Linked DNA regions of Macaca mulatta: region 2 is linked to region 1. Evidence: chromatin contacts called from public Hi-C data. All regions are on one chromosome and are shown on one strand. The core of a region is the stretch at or near the end of the contact, and the rest is flanking DNA. Distances in the headings are between cores, read along the strand shown. Region 1 holds the start of DMC1 (DNA meiotic recombinase 1). Region 2 holds the start of PICK1 (protein interacting with PRKCA 1).

Region 1 (5,764 bases), core at 1,311-3,810:
GCCACTGCACTCCAGCCTGGGTGACAGAGCAAGACTCCGTCTCAAAAAAAAAAAAATAAAAATAAAAATAAAATAAAATAAAATTCAGGTCTTAACTATAATCCCACTGCCTATTTCTTTATTTCTTAAAATATTATAAAAATGACATAAAATTTTAAAATTGTATAGAGAAATTGTGGACTTCCTGAAGGATTTGAAAAATTAGGCAAGCTATGTTATCCAGTTAATAATTGACACAAAAGCTCTGGTTTGCCATGGTCTATATTGTGGATAGGAAAGTACCATTTTGCCATGCAGGATATATATTTTTAAATATAAGCATACTTATCAATTTTTCTTTTCCTTTTTTTTTTTTTTTTTTGAGACATCTCACTCTGTCTCCCAGGCTAGAGTGCAGTGGCACGATCTTGGCTTACTGCAGCTTCTGCCTCCTGGGTTCAAGCAATTCTCCTGCCTTAGCCTCCCGAGTAGCTGGGATTACAGGTATGTGCTACCATGCCCGGCTAATTTTTGTATTTTTAGTAGAGACAGGGATTCACCATGTTGGCCAGGCTGGCCTCGAACTCCTGACCTCGTGATCCACCTGCCTTGGACTCCCAAAGTGCTGGGATTACAGGCATGAGCCTCCGCACCCAGCCACTTATTATCAGTCTTTCATGGCTTCTGAGTTTTGTATCATACTTAAAAAGATGTTCCTTATTACAAAGTAATTTTGAATGTCCCATATTTTCTTCTAGTACTTTTATTATTTTATTGTTCAGATTTAATTTTTTTATCTGTCTGGAATTTATTTTGGTATAATGTGTAAAGTGTGGTTCCAATTTTATTTTTCTTCCAGATGGTTACCTAGTTGTTCTAACACTATTCACTGAATTCATCATTTCTCCACTGATTTGAAATGCCACCTTCATGATATTCAGAGTTTTTGTATGATACGAAAGACTAATTTTTTTTGGTTCCGATTTGAGTGGAAAGGTCTTCATGTGCACTTTTTAACTGCCCCAGAGTTTGTTGTTGTTTTAAACATTTTAAAAGTTGTCTCTCACCATCAATATGATACCCAAATAAGATCTTTCTCCTCCCTTCATGAATTTGTCATTACCCAGCTCATTTTAGTTTCTTTAAGTGTACTGCACACAACCTTCAAATATTATGAACATTTCTCTCTCCCAGCTGTCACTACACCAAACTACATATGTTATATTTCCCTAAATCATCTTGCTGTGCTCTTTGCAGCTCTTCTGTAGACTGTTGATGTCTTCACCTAACGAGTTGCTCAAAAGTTCCCATAATTATTTAGGTGAGGCCTCAGAGTGAAAGCCTTTCATCACTATCCAGTTCCTTCCCCAAATGGGCATTCATTTCCATATAACAGGGACGGCTATGTTTGGGCGAAAATAACAGATTTGGAAGCACAATGGCAGTTATTTGTTGGATCTTGAAACGATCCACCTGTTGGGGGCGGGGGAGCGTCCTACACAAAAATGCCAACTGCTATTGTGGGAATGTTTTGCTATTTATTCCAGCAAAATGATTCAGACAGAAAAAACAAAAAAGGATCGCCCTGTACTAGGTCTTGAACCCAAAGAACTGTTTGCACAGAGATTCATCCAAGATACATCACAGCCTCCACCTCGGCAGCTGCTCTCTCAAATGTTTCCTGACTCTCCTCAAGTCAGTCTCCGCGTGAGGGGAGGAGGAGGACGCTGCCAGCGATGGCGCTGCTGGCACGAAGGCTGGCCTGCGACTTCTATTTAAAAGCCGAACCAAAATATACTTGGCGTCTGTGGTCTATTTAAAACTTCAAGTTAAGACAGAGAAAAAAATTACTCTCCATCCTGAATGGGCCTTGGGTATCTCAATCACAGACAAGAGTGGCAAATGGTGAGAGTCAGAAAGTGGGAAATTAGGAACGCTGAGGGAGCACGGCCAAACTCTGAAGCCAGGCATGAAAACCCGGAGGCGAAAGAGAAGTCACGGGCAGCGGCGGCGGGGGGAAAGGGGCCCGGATTCGACCTTCTAACCCAAGGCTCCATCTGCGACCCTCGCGACCAAGACCTATTGCCAACGTCAGCCACCTCTGCTCAGCGCCCCTCCCCCGATTCAAGGCGTCCTCCTCAGAACCCTTGCCTCAGGGTCCTCTCCCGGACTTTAGCGAGGTGCTCAGTTCGAGGGACGCCCCAGCTCAACGGTCTCCTCCCTTCAAGGCCCCGCTCCTCAGGGCGCTCCCTCCACAGCGCCCCTCCCTCACTCCCTCACCTCAGCGCGCCACGCGCCGGAGGCTCCTCTTGGTTTCCCGCCCCTCAGTCCTCGCCCCGCCCCCTCGCCCTGCGCCCTGCCCCGACTCTCCCCTCGCTACGCCCCCTGCAGGCCACGCCCTCTGGTTCCCCCAACTGTGAGCCCGCTCTTCCCCCGCCCCTCCTTCTTCGCCCCGCCCCCATAGCTCCCCTCCCCGCGTCGCCCCCTGTGGGCCCGCCCGCTCCCCGCCCTTCCACCCTCACCTCGCCTCCTCAGGCTGCGCCCCGCCCCGGCCCCTTGGTCCTCGCCCCGCCTTCCTCATTTGGCGCCAAATCCTGTGGTCAACGGCGCGCGGGTTTCCAGGCTCCGCGTTCTGGGCCCGAGTTAGAATCCTGTCAGCTGAGGACTGGAAAGGTCGGGCGGGGGCAGAGGGGCTTCACCTTGAAAATCTCGGGGAGACTGTGGGTACGAGGGGGGTAAGTGGCATAAACGGACAGCGTGCGAAGACTGAGCGGACGCTCGTTTTGAGAAGGCGCGCTTCCCTTTCTCGCTCTTTTTTTTGGGGTTCCCGGGCTAGCGACTCTGAGCGTTCCGCTCCGACCCCTGGGGAGGAATTTTAGTGACCTTGAGGGATTTCCAACCTCCTTATTTTCAATCTAATCGGACCTAAGTCTAGGAGAGCCCGCCTCATCCTCCTGACCAGGGAATCCCCTGTCAGGAAAATGTCCGGCGGCCGCACGGGGTCTGCCCAGGCCTCCTGTTGAGGGAGGCGTCGAGGGCGACCCGACCGCGCTGCTGCCCCCACCAGAGGGGACAGCTGGGTGGTCTTAAACCGGGGGATTGGGGAGCCCTGCCTTCAAGCCAACCGTTCAGTCCATCGACGGCTCTTTGAGAGATGGGGGACAATCTTTTCATTTCATCACGGGGAGAAGAAATGGATGTTTTTTTCTTCGATGGGGGCAGTAAATGTGGAATTGGGGTACTCATAGCTAGCCATCTGAAGGACAGTGTCCCCGAAGATCCCATCCGAACGGTCTCGGTTGCCTTCCATCCTTTGCGGTTTGAGGTGCTGGGTGGTAGGACCCTGCTCCTGCCTTCGTATTAATAGTTCGTTCCCTTTGTTCTAAGGTCCAACCCCTGACTTTGGTATCAAATGAGGAAATGGAATCGACCAAGAAAAATGATTATTTGTACCGCATTTTATTGTAATAAACACAATCACGCCTTGTGGATTCCTGAGATTTCTCTTTGGGTCTACAATGTTAAAAACTTTAACTGCTTATCAGCCTTACTATAATATTATGATCCACCAATTTTTTTTTTTTTTTTTTTTTTTTTTTTTTTTTTTTGAGACTGAGCCTCTTACTGTCGCCCAGGCTGGAGTGCAGTGGCGCAATCTCGGCTCACCGCAACCTCCGCCTCCCAGGTTCAAGCGATTCTCCTGCCTCAGCCTCCCAAGTAGGTGGGATTACAGGCGCCCACCACCATGCCCGGCTAATTTTTTTTGTATTTTTAGTAGAGACGGGGTTTGGCCAGGCTGGTCTCGAACTCCTGACCTTGTGATCTGCCCTTCTTGGCCTTCCAAAGTGCTGGGATTACAGGCAGTGAGCCGCCGCGCCCGGCCCACCATATTTTTAAATCTTAAAAAAAATCATGAAACTAGTAAATACTGTGAAAGAAAGTATAGCTAATGTTCTATGAAACAAAAAGGTAGGTGTTACAGGAGTACCCATTCATAATCAGCAGACAGGAAGGCATTCATCATAGATGAGAAAAATAAAATCCATTTATTGAGGACAAAGTTGGAGGTGCCAGGGAGGACACAAGGAAGAATGATATATTGTCAAGGTTCTTAGAGTTTTGTTGTTAAACATAAACAAGAAAGATTAAAAGCAATAAGCAATTTTAAATAACATTTCTTTTTTTTTTTTTTTTGAGACGGAGTCTCGCTCTGTCGCCCAGGCTGGAGTGCAGTGGCCGGATCTCAGCTCACTGCAAGCTCCGCCTCCCGGGTTTACGCCATTCTCCTGCCTCAGCCTCCCGAGTAGCTGGGACTACAGGCGCCCGCCACCTCGCCCGGCTAGTTTTTTTGTATTTTTAGTAGAGACGGGGTTTCACCATGTTAGCCAGGATGGTCTCGATCTCCTGACCTTGTGATCCGCCCGTCTCGGCCTCCCAAAGTGCTGGGATTACAGGCTTGAGCCACCGCGCCCGGCCTTAAATAACATTTCAAGGCAGTAATAAAGTCATGATTAGCTGTGCAATGGAAACCAGATGATAAGTGATCACTATTGGGGAAAGAGAAGAAACTAATCACCCCCCAATTTGCCCCTCAGGCACCTGTGTGCATGTGGGGACACGCACACACACACATGCACACACAAACACACACACAAGAAATAATGCCACATGCCTCACAGAAAGAAGATAGACTGGCCTAGTCTTTCCAAGTTAAATGCTTCTCTTATTGTCCTTCTAGTCCTTGGTGACTTTGAAATGAAATCAGAGGCCCCTGGACAAAGGACTACTTCTTACATAATATTTCTTTTTTTCCCAGAAGTGATTATTTTTCTTTTGCTCACCTTTCAACATGAAGGAGGATCAAGTTGTGGCGGAAGAACCAGGATTCCAAGATGAAGAGGTATGACTAGAATGTTGAAAGATACATAGATATTCGGTCATTCCACAAAAATCAAGTTCCTTCTCTGTTAGCTACTATTTTTAGAAACTGAAAGTAGAAATAACACATAGTTATATATTGCAAATATGCAACAACTTGTTTGGCAAGGATGCTAAGATTAGCTACTTAGCAACTGGTATGAAAGTATTTTAATAACTTAACAGCTGGTATGGCCATACTGATACCTGTATACACTGGTACCGAATAGCAGCCTGGTCCTAGAGGAAGGAGTTTAGGATCTGGAGGGGAAGAGGGTTGAGAAAACATATTTAAAATAGGTCAAATGTTGTTCCAGTCCTTTGGGTAAAGGTTTCAAAATTTTAGGGAGGACATGACAAAGGTAACTGGTTTCCCAGCCCTTTCAATGTTGGTGCTTCTAAGTATGTGTTTGAAAAACAGTATTGATCTTTCCTCAATCTCTAGAGAAGTGGAATTTGAGGCATTTTGGAGTGACTCATAGTATTGAATTACCTCTTTAAAAGATGTGAAATAGCTGGATATGAAGAATCAAAGCTTCATTTTTTTCTGTTTCATCTCCTTTAGGAATCTTTGTTTCAAGATATTGACCTGTTACAAAAACATGGAATTGTAAGTAGTTTTTCAATGCTGTGTTAAATTATCTGATTCAGGATTTCTCAGCATCAACCTTACGGACATTTGGGCCTGGATAATTCTTTGTTGCAAGGGGCCGTCCTGTACATTGTAGGGTGTTTGCAACATCCTTGGCCTCTACTTACTCACTGCATGCCAGTAGCACCCCTGCAGCTGTGACAATCAAAATGTCTCCAGACATTATCAAGTGTACCCAGAGGACAAAATTAAGTTCTATACGTCAGATGACTGGAA
Region 2 (5,764 bases), core at 1,881-4,380, 480 kb after region 1:
ATCCTGGGAATCTGTCTTCGAGGCCTACAAACGACTCCTTAGCAAGATCCTCACAGAGGCCAGTTTCCTATCTGCCACCAGTGGCTACCCAGTTGAGAGGGTTAGAACGGGTCTTCCCAAGGCTACAGCAAGGTCACTGACTTGGATGAGCCACACAGTGAAGGAGCCCCCACAGCAGGTCTGTCAGCACTCCTGAGTTGCGGTGGACAGAATATCACCAGTGCAGCTTCCTCTACAAGACACACAAGAGTGTTCTTCACCACTGGTAGAGCATCTGGGGAAATGTACAGCTGCCTGGAAAATAACAGCAGCTACTGCTTAATGCATGTTTCTTTTTTTTTTTTTTGAAACAGCGTCTCACTCTGTCATCCAGGCTGGAATGCATGGAATGCAGTGGCGTGATCTCGGCTCACTGCAACCTCTACATTCCAGGTTCAAGCGATTCTTCTACCTCAGCCTCCCGAGTAGCTGGAACTACAGGCGTGCACCACCACGCCCAGCTAATTTTTTGTATTTTAGTAGAGACGGGGTTTCACCATATTGGCCAGGCTGGTCTCGAACTTCTGACCTCGTGATCCACCCACCTCGGCCTCCCAAAGTGCTGGGATTACAGGCGTGAGCCACTGGGCCCGGCCAATGCACGTTTCTTAAGTGCTAGTGTGTTATGTTGTTTTACTGACTTTTCACAGGAACCCAGAGACGATTATGTCTACATGTTTTAAATCCCCCCTTTCTAGGTGATGAAACTGAGGCCCAAAGAGGTTAAGTAACTTGCTAGTAAGTAGGGAAGAAGCTTGCATTTGAACTTGGGCCATTATTTCATCATATTCCTATGACACTTCATTTTGGCTAGTACCCAAGGCTGATGGTTTTGTTGATTCAATAGTCAATTTCTATTGCATGTCCACTATGTGCCAGGCACTGTACCTGGTGCTTACTGTAGTGAAAAAGCAAACCAGGACACTGCCCTCAGTGCAAAGAGTCTACTCTACTAGACAGAGGGCAAATAACAAGTACTAAGTGCCGAGAAGGAAAAAAACAGAGCGACATAGGGGAGAAGACAGGGCAGACCAATGCAGTGCAGGTGATCAGAAAGCCCCTCTGAGAGGATCAGACCTCAAGAATGAGAAGGAGTCAGCTATGCAGCGTGGAGAAATGAACCTGCCTTTGTCATGCCCAAGTAGGGATGTACCTTGTGCCCCCCTCCAAAGCGCCCAATACCTGGACGATATAGAGACAGGGACAGTACTGGGCCCCTCCTCCGATGCTGATCCCGATCAGGTTCTGAGCATCCTTCTGCAGGGTCACCTTCCCAGGCACAGTTGGGATTCCGCTAGAAAGAAAAGCAAGCGAGGCTGACTCTCCTGGCGGAAGGATGACTGGAGGGGGTGGGCCCTCCAAAACTCCCGAGGGGCTCCACTGGCTGCCCAGCTTTTTCTCTCCCTCCCTTGGACAAAACATTTTGTGCTGAAACATGCACAGCTCTTGGAATTAAGCAGATGTGGGATCAAACCCCAGCTCTGCCATTTATCAGCTACAGAACTTGGTTTCTTTTGAGGCAGAGTCTTGTTCTTGTCGCCCAGGCTGGAGTGCAATGGCACAATCTTGGCTCACTGCAACCTCCGCCTCCCGGGGTTCAAGTGATTCTCCTGCCTCAGCCTGCGGAGTAGCTGGGACTACAGGCGCCTGCCACCATGCCTGGCTAATATTTTTTGTATTTTTAGTAGAGACGGGGTTTCACCATGTTGGCCAGGCTGGTCTTTAACTCCTGACCTCAGGTGATCCGCCTGCCTCAGCCTCCCAAAGTGCTGGGATTACAGGCGTTAGCCACCATGCCCAGCCAGCTATGGGACTTGGGTAAGTCACCCTCTTACCCAAGCATCTCAATTTCTTCATCCATAAAATGGGGATGAGCACCCTTATCAGAGTTCTTCTAACCATGCATGGAGGGCGCTAACAGCAACCCAGTCCACAGCAGGCACTCCATAAAAACAGGTCTCCCTTCCCTTTCATTTATTCGATCTCTGAGATTTGAGCCAGGTTCTGTCCTTGTCACCTTATCAGGCATCTATGGAATATGACGGCCACCTACTCCAAGGAGTCTTCCTCTATTAAACCATCTACCTCCCACCTCTCAACTGCTCAATTACCTCTCAGTTTCCACTATAAATTAGCATTGACTGGTGTTTTATGGTAAGTACTCACGCTGATTCACTTATTCATTCAAAAAAATTTGCTAACAACCTACTGATGTCAAGCCCCTTACTAAGTGCTGAGCACAGAGCAAGGCATTGCACCCACTCCTTGATCTGAAAGAGGATATATTCTAATGGGAAGACAAATCTAATGTTTGAAAATCTGTCCTACTAACGATCTATGTTGGGAAAGAAGGTGTGTCTACAATATTCCTATTAAACCTTCAAAACCTGGTTCAATTGCTACCTCCTCCATGAAGCTTTCCTTGACCACCCCAGCAGAAGCACTGCTCCATCTGCTTTGCTCTTCTTGTCACCAAGTCATGCTAATAGTGCCCTTACGGCACTGAGCTGTGATTATCCTTTTAACTGTCCACAGCCCCCTACAAATAGTGAGCTCCTGGGAAAGCAGGGTCCGTTGCTGCTTCAGTACAACACCTGATCCACCGCTGAGAAGCAAGGCTTTGTGGGACTGGGAAGTCCTGGGAAATGAGAAACTTGGGGCTCCTACACTGCTGGAACTTGGGGGAATAAAATACTCACAGTTTATCCTCTTCGATGTCATAATCCAAGTCTGCAAACATGGTTCCGAGAGTTGGAGTGGGCTGGCTAACTGCCCAGCTCGGTAGGGGAATGGGGAACTGGATCCGGGAGAGAAAGGAGCATAGGATTTAGGGAACCGAAGTGCATAAATGCCAACGCCACCCCTCCCTCCATCACCCTCATACGGGACAGCAGGGCCCTCCTCTTCCCCTCTGGAGTGGGATGGGACAGTCTCCGGGTGGGGGGCTGGGTAGGTGATTCTTACTAGGTACAAAGGGGGACTCCAGGCCAGGGCGATAGGCTCAGATCCCAGAGCCCGCCCCACGGGTCTCCAGGCCCTGAGGAGCTGCCTCTGTCGCTCACCGGAAGCGTTGGTACCACAACCGGGTCCGGGCCAGGCTGGTACCTGAACCCACCTGCCGTTCCACCTGGCGGTGGCCGCTACTGTCACGTCACTTCCGGCAGGACGCGGAAGTCCCGCCTTTTCCCACACTGGATATTTGCTCCAATCCCTGCAGACAATCCTTCCCTTCCCGGCTCTCGGGACGCTCGGAACCAAGAACAAGAACAAGTATTGGCGGAAGCTCGCCGTTAGTAGGAACAAGCGAAAACAGAGGAAAGGTCTGGACAGGCTGACAGCATCTAACCCCGCCCTTTGCCCTGCTGCCGCCGCCATCTTGGGAAGGGCAGGATTGGTCCCAACTTCTTCAGCCGCACGCAGGGGCCCGCGCCTACCCGGCGGTTGCCATGGCAACGAAAGCATCCCTGAGCTGGGGTTACCTCCGGCGAGGCTCAGTGGACTATAAACCGCGAGACATGCCCTTTCACCCCTTCACCACCTGGGCCTGTGACTCCCCTACTAGAACGGCCCTTTGAGGTCCCAGCCCATCCCAGTTTCGCCAACTTAAGTGCCAAAGAGCAGGGAGTGATTTTGTGCGGGGCCACACACAGTTGGTGTAAGATCTGGATCGTGGCCCTGAAACTCCCGCCGCCTAGTCTAGGGGTCTTTGAATGTCCAAACACTAAACAAAGAGCCAGGAGAGGTGTATTCAGTGGGTCTTACAATTAAGGACAGACTGGACATGCTCCCTTCCCTTTATGTGCCTCAGTTTCCCCATAGGTAAACTAAGGCCATTGAGGTAAATGCTTTCTATGGTATATGGTGAAAGATTTCTCACACCCCCTCCTCCTTCCTTAGTCCTGAGGAGCAGCCTAACTGGGGTCCCAGGGAGGGTCACAGTCCCCATGTATCTGAGGCTCGGGAAATGCTCTCAGTGCTCCCCAATTGAAAAGTCCGAATCTTGTCTCCTCGCCAGCCTCTGCTGCCACTGCTACTGTGTAAAGTGGGTTCCCTGAGGGAGGGTGGCTCTCCTAGAGCCACAGCCAGGCATCCACCTCACCCGGCAGCATGGGGCCAGGCCCATCCAGCTTGCTTCCCCAGCTGCCCCAGGAGCCATGGAGGAAAGATATAGAAGGATGATTGTCCACATATCCCACGGCCGATGGAAGCCCCACCCTACTCTCTCCTTAGGTGGCTAATTGAGTCTGGACAGATGTGCAGAATGCCGTGACAGCAACAGCCTTCCCACTGTCCACTGCTCTCCAGTCAGATCACTTTCACAGGATTTTAAAGCTCACCATCACCCTGTGAGAGGAGACCAAGTCTTGCCAGCCACATTGTGCAGGCAAGGAAACTGAGGCCCAGGGAAGCCTCTTCCTCTGGTATCATAGCGGCAGGGCAAGGGTTGGAAAAACCAAGCTCTGTTTCCAGGCCAGAATTTTGGTTTCAAAAAGCAGCAGTCTAAGGCCAGGTGCAGTGGGGCACACCTGTAATCCAAGCTATTCGGGAGCCTGAGGCAGGAGAATTGAAAATGGGAGAGGGAGGTTGCAGTGAGCTGAGATCAGGCCATTGCACTCAGCCTGGGCGACAGAACAAGACTCCATCTCAAAAAAAAAAAAAAAAAAAAAAAAAAGGCAGCGGTCTCCAAACCCAGGTGCCTCAACATGGATTGTGGCTCTTCCGGCCCATGACGATGCTAGCTCAAGCCCAGGCTCTGCCATTTTGTAGCTGGGAGGTCTTGAGTAAGTCACTGTCTCACTCTGAGCCTCGGGTACCTGTAGAATGGGGAAATGACGCCTGCCACCAGGTATTTGTGAAAGTCAAGATTAAAAGGAGAGGCTGGGGCGAGGTGGCTCATGCCTGTAATCCCAGCACTTTGGGAGGCCGAGGAGTGTGCATCATGAGGTCAGGAGTTGGTATAAGATCTGGATCATATATCTGGACCAGCCTGGCCAACATGGTGAAACCCCGTCTCTACTAAAAACACAAAAATTAGCCAGGCGTCGTGGTATGCACCTGTAATCCCAGATACTCAGGAGGCTGAGGCAGGAGAATCCTTGAACCCAGGTGGTGGAGGTTGCAGTAAACCGAGATTGCGCCATTGCAGGCCAGCCTGGGTGACAGAGCCAGACCCCATCTCAAAAACAAAAGATTAGAAGGAAAAACAGGTGTGAATGCTTTGTAAACAATTTGCTTGGCACAGCTGTCACTCTGACCTCAAAACCCCCTACCCACTCTGGCCTTTCTTCCCAGGTTGGGGAAGATGCCCCTCTTTGCTGCCTTGTTCAGCCGTTGCCTGCAGGCTCCGCTCTAATTCACCTCTTCCCGGCAGGCTTAGCAGACGATCTCAGCTCATATATCTTGCTCCCTTTTCTGAGCTCCTGAGCAATTGCTATTTGAATCATTCGTTCAGCAATTTGCTGTGTATTTGCCTTGTGAAATCTCTTCATGGTTTTCCTGAGCCAATTCTGCAGTGATTAATTTATTACATGCTTGTATTCTGTCTGGCAAGGTTTTTATCCCCTTTAAATGTGGGGCTTAGAGCTCACAGTTTGATAAATTATAAAACGCTTCTCCATGTCCCTCTTCTTGTATTCTGTTTCTCTACTGACTTTTTTTTTTTAAGATGGAGTCTTGCTCTTTCACCCAGGCTGGAGTGTGAAGTGGCACAATCTCAGCTGATTTC

Evidence for each region. Hi-C and Micro-C count contacts between places; a contact is called where the count stands out from the background.
Region 2: a contact with region 1 is called in a Hi-C map of liver, with 3 times the contacts expected there. The contact joins the promoter of PICK1 here to the promoter of DMC1 in region 1. A contact is called at or near these places in 3 of 14 Hi-C or Micro-C datasets (CD4 T cells, fetal cortical plate and liver).

Annotation. Positions count from the first base shown.
Region 1 is chr10:12,960,346-12,966,109 of T2T-MMU8v2.0, forward strand. DMC1 (DNA meiotic recombinase 1) reads left to right here and starts at 2,561. Exons shown (of 14, transcript XM_001094012.5): 1 at 2,561-2,714; 2 at 4,796-4,879; 3 at 5,462-5,506. The coding sequence starts at 4,829.
Region 2 is chr10:13,442,800-13,448,563 of T2T-MMU8v2.0, forward strand. PICK1 (protein interacting with PRKCA 1) reads right to left here and starts at 3,131. Exons shown (of 13, transcript NM_001265891.1): 1 at 3,004-3,131; 2 at 2,739-2,836; 3 at 1,222-1,333. The coding sequence starts at 2,779.